Linked DNA regions of Anas platyrhynchos: region 1 is linked to region 2. A link is a contact called in public Hi-C data. All regions are on one chromosome and are shown on one strand. The core of a region is the stretch at or near the end of the contact, and the rest is flanking DNA. Distances in the headings are between cores, read along the strand shown.

Region 1 (4,592 bases), core at 1,424-3,923, 500 kb before region 2:
TCAATTGTTCTAAAGTCTATAGAAGTTAAAACCAGAGCAATGGAAAAGCTCAATTATGTCACCCAGCAGTAGTTACCTACAGATGGTCAGGTTGGTGCTGTCCATGCTGCCCTCTGGTAGAATTTTGGTTGTCACATTCAAAGCGTTGGTCTTTCTCACTGATAGCGATCCCAGGCCTTGGCTCTTGATATGTGCTCCTGCTCATAATCATCCAATATAGCAGGAAGGGGTTGGCAGCTTCAAGGCACAATGGTGATCACAGCAGAGCTTTCCTGAAAGGCACACTAGCACCATGGAGTGATTCCACACAGTCTGTGAACCAGCGTACCCCTTCATCACCTTCTGCTCTAAGTGCTGTTCTTTGACCTTTTCCCCCCTTTGTATAAATTTACAACATGTACACTAATAAACACTTAAAAAGCAATCCTTTTTCCCTATCTTGCTCTCATAAAAAAAAAAAAATTCACTACCAAAGGTTTTTCTCTAAACAGGCGTTTCTCCCTGGAGGCAGGATGAAAGGAGAAACAAGTGACAGATGTTAGCTGTTTTGGTTAATGCACTATTAGAAGGCACTCAGACACTATGGTAATGAGGGCATTATAAAAGTCCATGTGGAAGAGAACAGAATAGGCACATTGCATGTAACATCAGAGGCACAATTGCATACAGCTTGTTTTCTGCACCTTGCTAAAGAGCCTTGTCTGCTAGCCAAGCCACTCCGCTTGTTCTGTCCTGCTGTTGGCGACAATGGGACAGAGATACACGCAGGGTGAGCGCTCTTTCAGAGAATGGATATTCTCTCTTCAATGTCCTAAAGCACTCAAGGGATTAAACAATAAGAATCAGAGCCAGAACTGGCATTTTAATGGGGAACAACGAGTTTGAAAATTCCCATAATTTGGCCTTTTAGCACCATCTAAAAAAACTGCACGCAAAGAGGGACAGAGGGGGAGACAGAGAATGTACTCTGGCCTGACTTATGGGAAATTCAGCATGTGTTTTAATGAGGGGTAGGTTAAAGTCAGAGCAGGAGGCCTTGCTGGAGACATTTTCCTCATGCAAAATTCTGACATTTCAGACCTGCTTTCACACATTCCTTGAATAGTTGTCATTACTCATTATCACGTTTATCATTACAAGTATAAAGCAATGAAGTGTCAACGAGGGGAAGGATTAAAATAGGCTTTACCTTGCAAAGGTTACTCTGTGGCATCTTGTTCTAAGAGGGGAAAAAGAAGCCAAGCTTCTGACACCAAAAAGGATTCCTTGGAGATGTTGTTCTACCAAGACCAACACTCAATTACCCTGCTCCTCTGCAGACCGGCATAAAACATTGACCTGATCTTGGGGAGATAATAGCCTTCCCCCCCCCCCCCCCTTACTGGACATTTTATTCTCTACAGGTAGCATCAACTGCACAGTTCAGCTCTTTCCTCCCATTTTGGAGGAAAGTCAGTACGGTTTTCATGTATGGCAATAAAATACTTCACCAATAACAACCTGACAGTCAGTTTCTGAATCTATTTGTGGCAAACTACCATGGAATAACTAGGGTGAATGGAAAGCAACACAGTTACTGAGGTGTGGAGAAGGGTGAACACTTGGCATGCAAAACTAGAAGGGCTGAAATTATCTCCTTACAGATGTCACTCACTAAACCAGGGTCTGTCCAGGAGGAGGTGATGCTCAGACTAGATCACAGGATTCTTTGCTCTGCTGTGTTAGAACTGCTTTGTGCTCTCCTTCCCTCATTTTTTATTTTTTAAATATATGTGTCATATTTTATTATATATAAATATAAAATACACATTTTTTGAGCCTGACCTCTTTGCCAGGCAGCTTCATGACACAGCCAGCACACAGGGAGAACGGCAGAACACTGTGGCAGAAGGCAAAATGAGCAGACACAAGGCAAAATGAGCAGGAACCAAGAGACGGTGGTTAAGAAAGAACTGTGAAGTATTGCTGCTCACTGCACTGCTCATGAAGTAGAACTGGCTCCTAAAACTATTCCAGTCCTAAATTTGGTGACATATGCTGTATGCTGGGAATTGGAATTGTGCACTTAGAACTGCTTTAATATATTTTTTTTTAATAGAAAGAAAACTGGCATTTCACAAATAGTAAACCTGCTATTTGCAAATGAACTTTAAGAAAAATGCATCAGTTAATAGAAGTCTCTGTCATTAAGCCAAATGCAAACTCAAGTGAATAAGATTGCCAATTATCAGTATAATTTTGAAAGAAAGGTATTCAGAACTAATTGTATGCTTCACTTGGAGAGCCAGCTTCTATCCCTTTGTATTTATGGTGCCATCTTCTATCCAAATGACAGAATTATGGTGTTTTTTTTTTTTTTTTTTTTTTTTTTTTTTTTAATATGGAATTTTCTCATCTGAAAAAAATTAAAGCCTTAGTAAAAAAAAAAAAAAAATCAAAATCAAAAAAAAAAGCTATCCTCTTCAAATTAAACCTGTCAATTACTTTTTGATGCCACCCCATTGTGACCAGCAGAACAGTCAGAATGACCAGAAAACCTGTTGAGAATGGTAGGAAAATTGCTGATTCTGTACACACACATAGTCCTGATGTGTAAATCGCTTACTTCAGTGTTGGAAAGAGCCTGATCCTGCTTACATCAAGAGGAATGTTAAAACTTCTCTAGCTACAGAAAAGCTGCTGCATAACATTGCCTTTACTCATGTACTCCTCCAGTGCAAGTCTACAAAGCACTGAAGGATCTATTTTGCTTTCTCAAGAACTTGCATTACACAAGTGATAAAGTGCTGCATACCATGCTGACAGTGGAAGAATACTTAAAATAGTGTATGCAATATAGCCTGTGATACAAAAAGCTTTCTGTGGGAATGGGTAGTGCCCCCACTCATGCAGAATATCATATTAACCTCTGCAACATAAAATGTCAAATGCACATGCCACTATGTAGACCAAATGAAAAGAGACATTGCTTGATTTTGAAAACAATTTGATTTCCATTTCCTGATCACAGATTCATAGATTTAAAAGGCCAGAGGGACCATCATGATCTTTCTGTCTGACCTCCTGTATCACACAGGCCAGGAAACCTCACTCATTAATTTCTGCCCCAAGACCATAACTCCTGCTCGTGTGAATACAATTCTCTCAGAGACAGATTGAGTGCCTGGTACCACATCCACGAGTAAACTAGGACAGGGTAATTTTGTGCACTTGCTAAAACTATCTAGTGGGGGATGTGTTTTTTTCATGAGCTTTGTTTAAAACTTCTAAATGGTTTTGCCACTGTCTCTGACAAATGAAGTCCCGCACTTAGTCTGTCAGCAGTTAAAAGCACAGCAATACATGTTTCTCCAAGAACCACCTAACCCTTGGCCTCTGCCAATGAAGGTGCCAGGTTTGGTGGCAGTTTCTGTAATACAGAGAGTTTTCAGCTCCAAACTGGACAGACAAGTTAATTCCCTTCACACGGACCACTGAACAGCCATCAGGTGATGATAAATTTCAGCGGCTGTTCACCTGCACGGTGTTCACTTTTGTAAATGTAAGCCACTGAAATATTGTAATGTTCTATATGGAGTGTTATTACTGATGTCTCCTAACAACTCATTTTCCCCTAATAAGTTATAAGCAAAATTTACCATTCTAGATACTAGTTAAAATAGAATGAAGGTGTAATTTACCATATAATACAGTATACTTATGTTATTTCACAGTAGCCCTCACCTTTAAAAGTATGCCATAGTACAGATCCTGTGGTATTTTATACAATACAACTCTTAAGATAACTCCTGTCACTACACTTTGATACTTTGCATTTCCTGTAAATTAATCTTTAGTTTCCAACTGTTAATCTATGGAACTGCAATGTACAATATAAATGAGATCTTTTAAAAATAGCACAGTAATATAATGAATTAAAATGACAGTAAGGAAAAAAAAAAAAAAAAAAACACCTCACCATTGTGCCAGAAATCAGTTTAAGATGCTGGCTTAGTCCTTTTTAAATGAAATTGAATTGATGAAGTTAAATGCGGTTCTTGCACAGAAAAATATGTATGATAAATATTTATGTGGTCAGCACTTTAGAAGTAACATATATTTGCCATGTAAACCTATATAATCAAAACGTGGGATATCTTTACTGTTTTTATGCAGGATATAAATAATCATATAAATAATCATAAGATTGCAGTGAATGAAAAATAGAAGAGTTTTGTCCCATATAAAACGACATTTATTAGAAGATAACAGTATGTTGTTAGCCCTTTTGTCTGAGAGGTGAGCTAATTTTCAGTGGTGTGGCTTTATTTACTTAGAGCTAGAAATGAGTAGTTATCTTTGCCGATAATGTTATTTATTTGTGTATTTTACACATACAAAAAATAAATAAATCACCATATCCATACATTTGCATGCAGGAGGATTCAAATAGGTGGTATTTCTTTAATTTTTCATAAAAAAAATTATGAAAGTTCCTCTACAGCTTAGTTCTCAGCCCATAAATCTTGATGAAGGCTTTTATCAAAGCCATGTTCCCAATGCTTCTTTAAACTGTGTCTTGGTATTTCCTGCTGCTTCTTTTCCAGTTTCTC
Region 2 (4,301 bases), core at 112-2,611:
AGCTGATGCAAAACATTCAAGAAATGAAAACAAGCTTTATTTGATTCCACTCACAATGAATACTTGAACTGTGTTTAACACATCGCAGGTCTATGTTTTCAGCAGTACTCCCCAGTGTAACAGTTTGTTGTTTTTTTTTTTTGTTTGTTTGTTTGTTTGTTTTCCTCCTGCAGATACCTGTTCCTATCTGATGGGAGACTGGAGACTGTTGTCAAGCCAACCTCTGCTCATATATTGTAAGAATAATTCTCTCCCTCAAGCTACTTGTAGATTTAAACATGTTTACCTCCACCTATCAAAGCACTGGGGAAAAACATTATCCCCTTGAAGGAAATTAATGCCCCCAAACCTTTTGAAATGCTTTAGAAAGCTTACTATCAGAGTGAATAGATGTACTAATAAGCATAAGCAGGCACTTGGCCCTGAGGTGCGTAGTTACATGTCTACCTTCTGCTCAAATCAGTGGCAGGTAATGTTGAGGGCCAGATGCGTGGTCACCAAGAATTTATCTGTGCAGCAGCAGAGCCCCCACGGACAACCAAATCAGCAAATATACCAGAAAGTGTTCAGCTGTAGTAGTGCAAGTCTCCACAGAGCCTCATCCGCCCTAATTCTGCCACATGCAAGGAAGCTACCTTTATCACAGTGACAGGCTTTTTAAAAGGAGTTGTAGGGGTCTGAGCTTGTATTGCCCATTTTCAGGTGAGTATGTCAAAAACTGCGGTACAGGCAGTACTTTCCTTCCATTACAGGGATATGGCTAAAATATAACATTTTAGAAACAATCAAACAAACAAACAGGCCTGCCTTTGTTTCCCCCCCATCCATGCTTATGTTCCTTGCTAGGTAGTCAGAGGGGCAGAGAATACCCACAGCCTTCCCCTTCTGACTAAATTAGCCTAACAATAATAATAATAATAATAATGATGGTGGTGGTGGTGGTGGTTTTAATGCAATTAATACTGAGAGCTTGATCCAGAAGACACTCTGGTAACGCCCCAGAAAACAAACACAAGCCCTGTAGGACTGTCTCTGCCTATTTTGCAGATGCATGAGAAGCCAGGCATCTTTCTGTAGGTGCAGGAATATCCATGAGCAGGCCCTGGTATCTCATGGGAAAGATGCAGGAGAAAAATGAGGCACTTTGGGACTTCGCCTGAGCACTGGTGCTGAAGATCAAATGTCGCAGCCAAGGGACTGCCCCCCCCCAGCTCCCCCCCCAGCTCCCCGCTCCTCCCCTCCGCTGCCGCCGAGCAGAGGCAGCTCCCAGCGGCCCGGAATGAGGCGCGCCGCAATGCCTCCTGGGAGTTGTAGTTCCCCCGCGCGGGCCTGCACGTGTGTATCGGCGGGGCGGGCGAGCCGCGCGGACCACAAGTCCCGGCGTGCAGCGCGGCCCGGAAGGCTCCGTCAGCAGTGGGCGCTGAGCGGTGCGGCGGGCCGCGATGGCGGGGCAGATGGCGGTGCTGGGTACGGGCTGGGTTTGGCGCCTCACGGGGGGGTGCGGGGCGCTGGGGAGTGTCCCGGGGGGCTGCGGGTAAACCCGGTAACGATAAATAAATAAAGTAGTGAGTAATTAAGCGGGGCCGTGCGGTGCAGCCGCTCACCCCGCGCTGTTGTTTCCTCCCCCCCCCCCTCCGCAGGCTCGGCCGTGCTGGCGCTGCTGCTGGCCGGGTACCTGGCGCAGCAGTACCTGCCCGCGCCCGCGCCCAAGGTGATCGGCGTCGATCTGGGCACGACCTACTGCGCCGTCGGCGTCTTTCTGCCCGGCACGGGGCGGGTGAAGGTGATCGCGGATGGAAGCGGGCGCCACAGCATCCCCAGCGTCGTGTCCTTCACCGGCAGCGGAGTGCGCGTGGGCTACGAGGGCCTGGAGCTGGCGGACGCGGACCCGCAGAACACCATCTACGACGCGAAGAGGTTCATCGGGAAGGTGTTCACTCCGGAAGAACTGGAAAGCGAAAGCAGTAGGTATCCGTTTAAGGTAAGTGGCCGTCTTCATCGCTTCTCTGCAAGCAGCAGTGTGTGTAAAGCTCCCGCCAGTAACCAACGAGTGAGCAGGTTCTCTGACCCTGAGCCATTGGGCGAAATCTGGCAGGCCTGGAAACAGCAAGACTTCCACCAGTGTTTACTCCTCCCTTCTCAGGGTATGTTGCGTAGTGCTGCATGAGAGCTGGTAGTGGTTTTCCAGAGGACCCTGTCCTCTACGACGAAATGTGTTCCTGGGTAACGTGCCAACCCCTTGTTTTAAAGTGCAAACATCAGCATGAAGTTCTGTTCTTTAATGAAGCGTCATTTTGCTCTGAGATAAAAAGGGGGAAAAAGAAGTCTAAAAGTCAACATATTTTCTGTCCCAGTGCATTTTTCCCTAGTACTTCTAAGTGCTAAATTGACAAGCAACAGATTTTGAGAGCTGTTATCTAAAAAAAAAATAAATAATAATATTGTATCCATTTAGGATGGTGCTATGGTGAAGTATTTTCTGTAAAGAGACTAAATTTCAGCTACTGCAAACAGTCTGTATTCTTGTTCAGAACAGTTCCAATACCAGCCTGCTTGCTTCCTTTTGCAACAAAGAACTTGTGGGCAGGTTTATCAGTAAACTTAATGATTAAAAAAGGCATTACTTTCACCACTGAAGGTGTTGTTGTGTCACATAACATTAAAGTTGATGATGTAGTTGCTAGGTCTTAACTTTTTTTAGTACATCTTACCTGGTCAAAGGAGTTGTCAGTATTCTGAATATACTCCGACCCCTTATGTTGCAGGTTTTGCATAGTACTCACAATCAAAGAATAAACGTTACCAATGGGCTGTGTTGCTCTTTCCTCCTAGATTTTCAACAATGGTGGATCAGCTGAATTTTCTGTGACAACTAACGAAACCTTTCATGTCACTCCAGAGCATATTGGCTCTCAGCTGCTACTGAAATTGAAGAGAATGGCAGAAGACCATCTTGGCATGCCCATTTCGAAGGCAGTCATCTCTGTGCCAGCAGAGTTTGATGAAAGGCAACGGAATGCTACTGTTAAGGCAGCTAACCTTGCAGGTGATGTCTCTATCACAGCACTTTCTTTTGTGGAGCCTTAAGGTTATCTTCAGATTTATTTCACTAACAGTAAAGGCTATGTTTTTTTGTTCTGTTTTTTTAATGACTGCTAGCAATTGTGAGGAATAGCAGAGAGCTCTTGAGTACCAACAGATGCAGTAGACTAATGCAAATATAGGTAGCTAGAAGAACTAATTTTACTTAAGGAAAATAGTATTTTTAGTAATCTATAAATAGAACATACAGAGCACCCTTGGACATAACTTATACACAAATAAAAGGTTCTGAAATAAATCTACTTAGAATGGAGAGAACATGTTTGGGCAGATCGTGATTCATGCGTTCATCGTGACACTGAAGTAGTTAGGCTTAAATAAGGAAAAGAGTTTTCTAAGCAATAATACTTGATATGAACTGTTTACCTTCATGTTTTGCTTAAGTTTAATTCAAAATAGCTAATGGCAAATGCTGCGATGTGAAAACTACTTTTTTTTTTTTTTTTTTTTTTTTAAGTCTGTGACCGTTGCTTTGCTCTTTTTAGGGCTAGAAATCTTGAGAGTAATCAATGAACCCACAGCTGCAGCTATGGCTTATGGACTACACAAAGCTGATGTGTTTAACGTTTTGGTGGTGGATTTGGGTGGAGGAACTTTGGATGTGTCTCTGTTGAACAAGCAGGGAGGGATGTTCCTCACGCGAGCCATGGCAGGTGAGAAAAATGCTTTACTTTCTCAGGGGGTAGTGGGAAGAGAAGGCTGCACCTGAAGTCACCAATAGGGAAGTTATTTAAAACATAGCACTCACAAAGAGTTCTCAACTGCCCTTCACATAAAACTAGGTTTGCAACTGCTTTCACCAGTTAAGAGAGATTCAGTTTTTAGCTGGCCACTGTCCTGGGTCTGTCCCCTCCCAGCTCTTACTGCACCCCCAGCCTGCCCGTTGGCAGGACAGAGCAAAAGGCTGAGATGTCCTTGGCTTGGTATAAGCACTGCTCTGCAACAATTAAAACATCGGGGTGTTATCAGCACTCTTCTCATCCTAAGCCAAAACACAGCATTCCACCAGCTACTAGGAAGAAAATTAATTCTGTTCTAACTGAAACCAGGACACCACTAATCATTGTGGATTAGTTTTATCTGTAGCTGTTGATTTTTGTGCCTACTAGTACAAGTGCTGCTGCATATTACAACTGATCTGTTCTAAAGCTTTCTGTTACCTTTGTCTGAGCCGAGAGTGTTTACTGAATTGTTGATAG

The links. A called contact is a pair of places that touch in the nucleus more often than the background predicts.
Region 1: a contact with region 2 is called in a Hi-C map of liver, with 3 times the contacts expected there. The contact joins the enhancer-like site here to the promoter of HSPA13 in region 2. A contact is called at or near these places in 4 of 8 Hi-C or Micro-C datasets (F1 follicle, liver, skeletal muscle and 1 more).

Annotation. Positions count from the first base shown.
Region 1 is chr1:103,704,837-103,709,428 of IASCAAS_PekinDuck_T2T, reverse strand. It overlaps LOC140001446 (a long non-coding RNA gene), which reads right to left. Exons shown (of 3, transcript XR_011806679.1): 2 at 81-272. Among named protein-coding and RNA genes, the nearest start is that of USP25, 60 kb to the left of the region's middle. Within about 2 kb of position 2,673, at least 2 of the 8 cell types and tissues checked have an H3K27ac peak or open chromatin away from gene starts, as enhancers often do.
Region 2 is chr1:103,207,791-103,212,091 of IASCAAS_PekinDuck_T2T, reverse strand. It overlaps HSPA13 (heat shock protein family A (Hsp70) member 13), which reads left to right and starts at 1,361. Exons shown (of 5, transcript XM_027449302.3): 1 at 1,361-1,467; 2 at 1,641-1,964; 3 at 2,900-3,046; 4 at 3,588-3,755. The coding sequence starts at 1,443.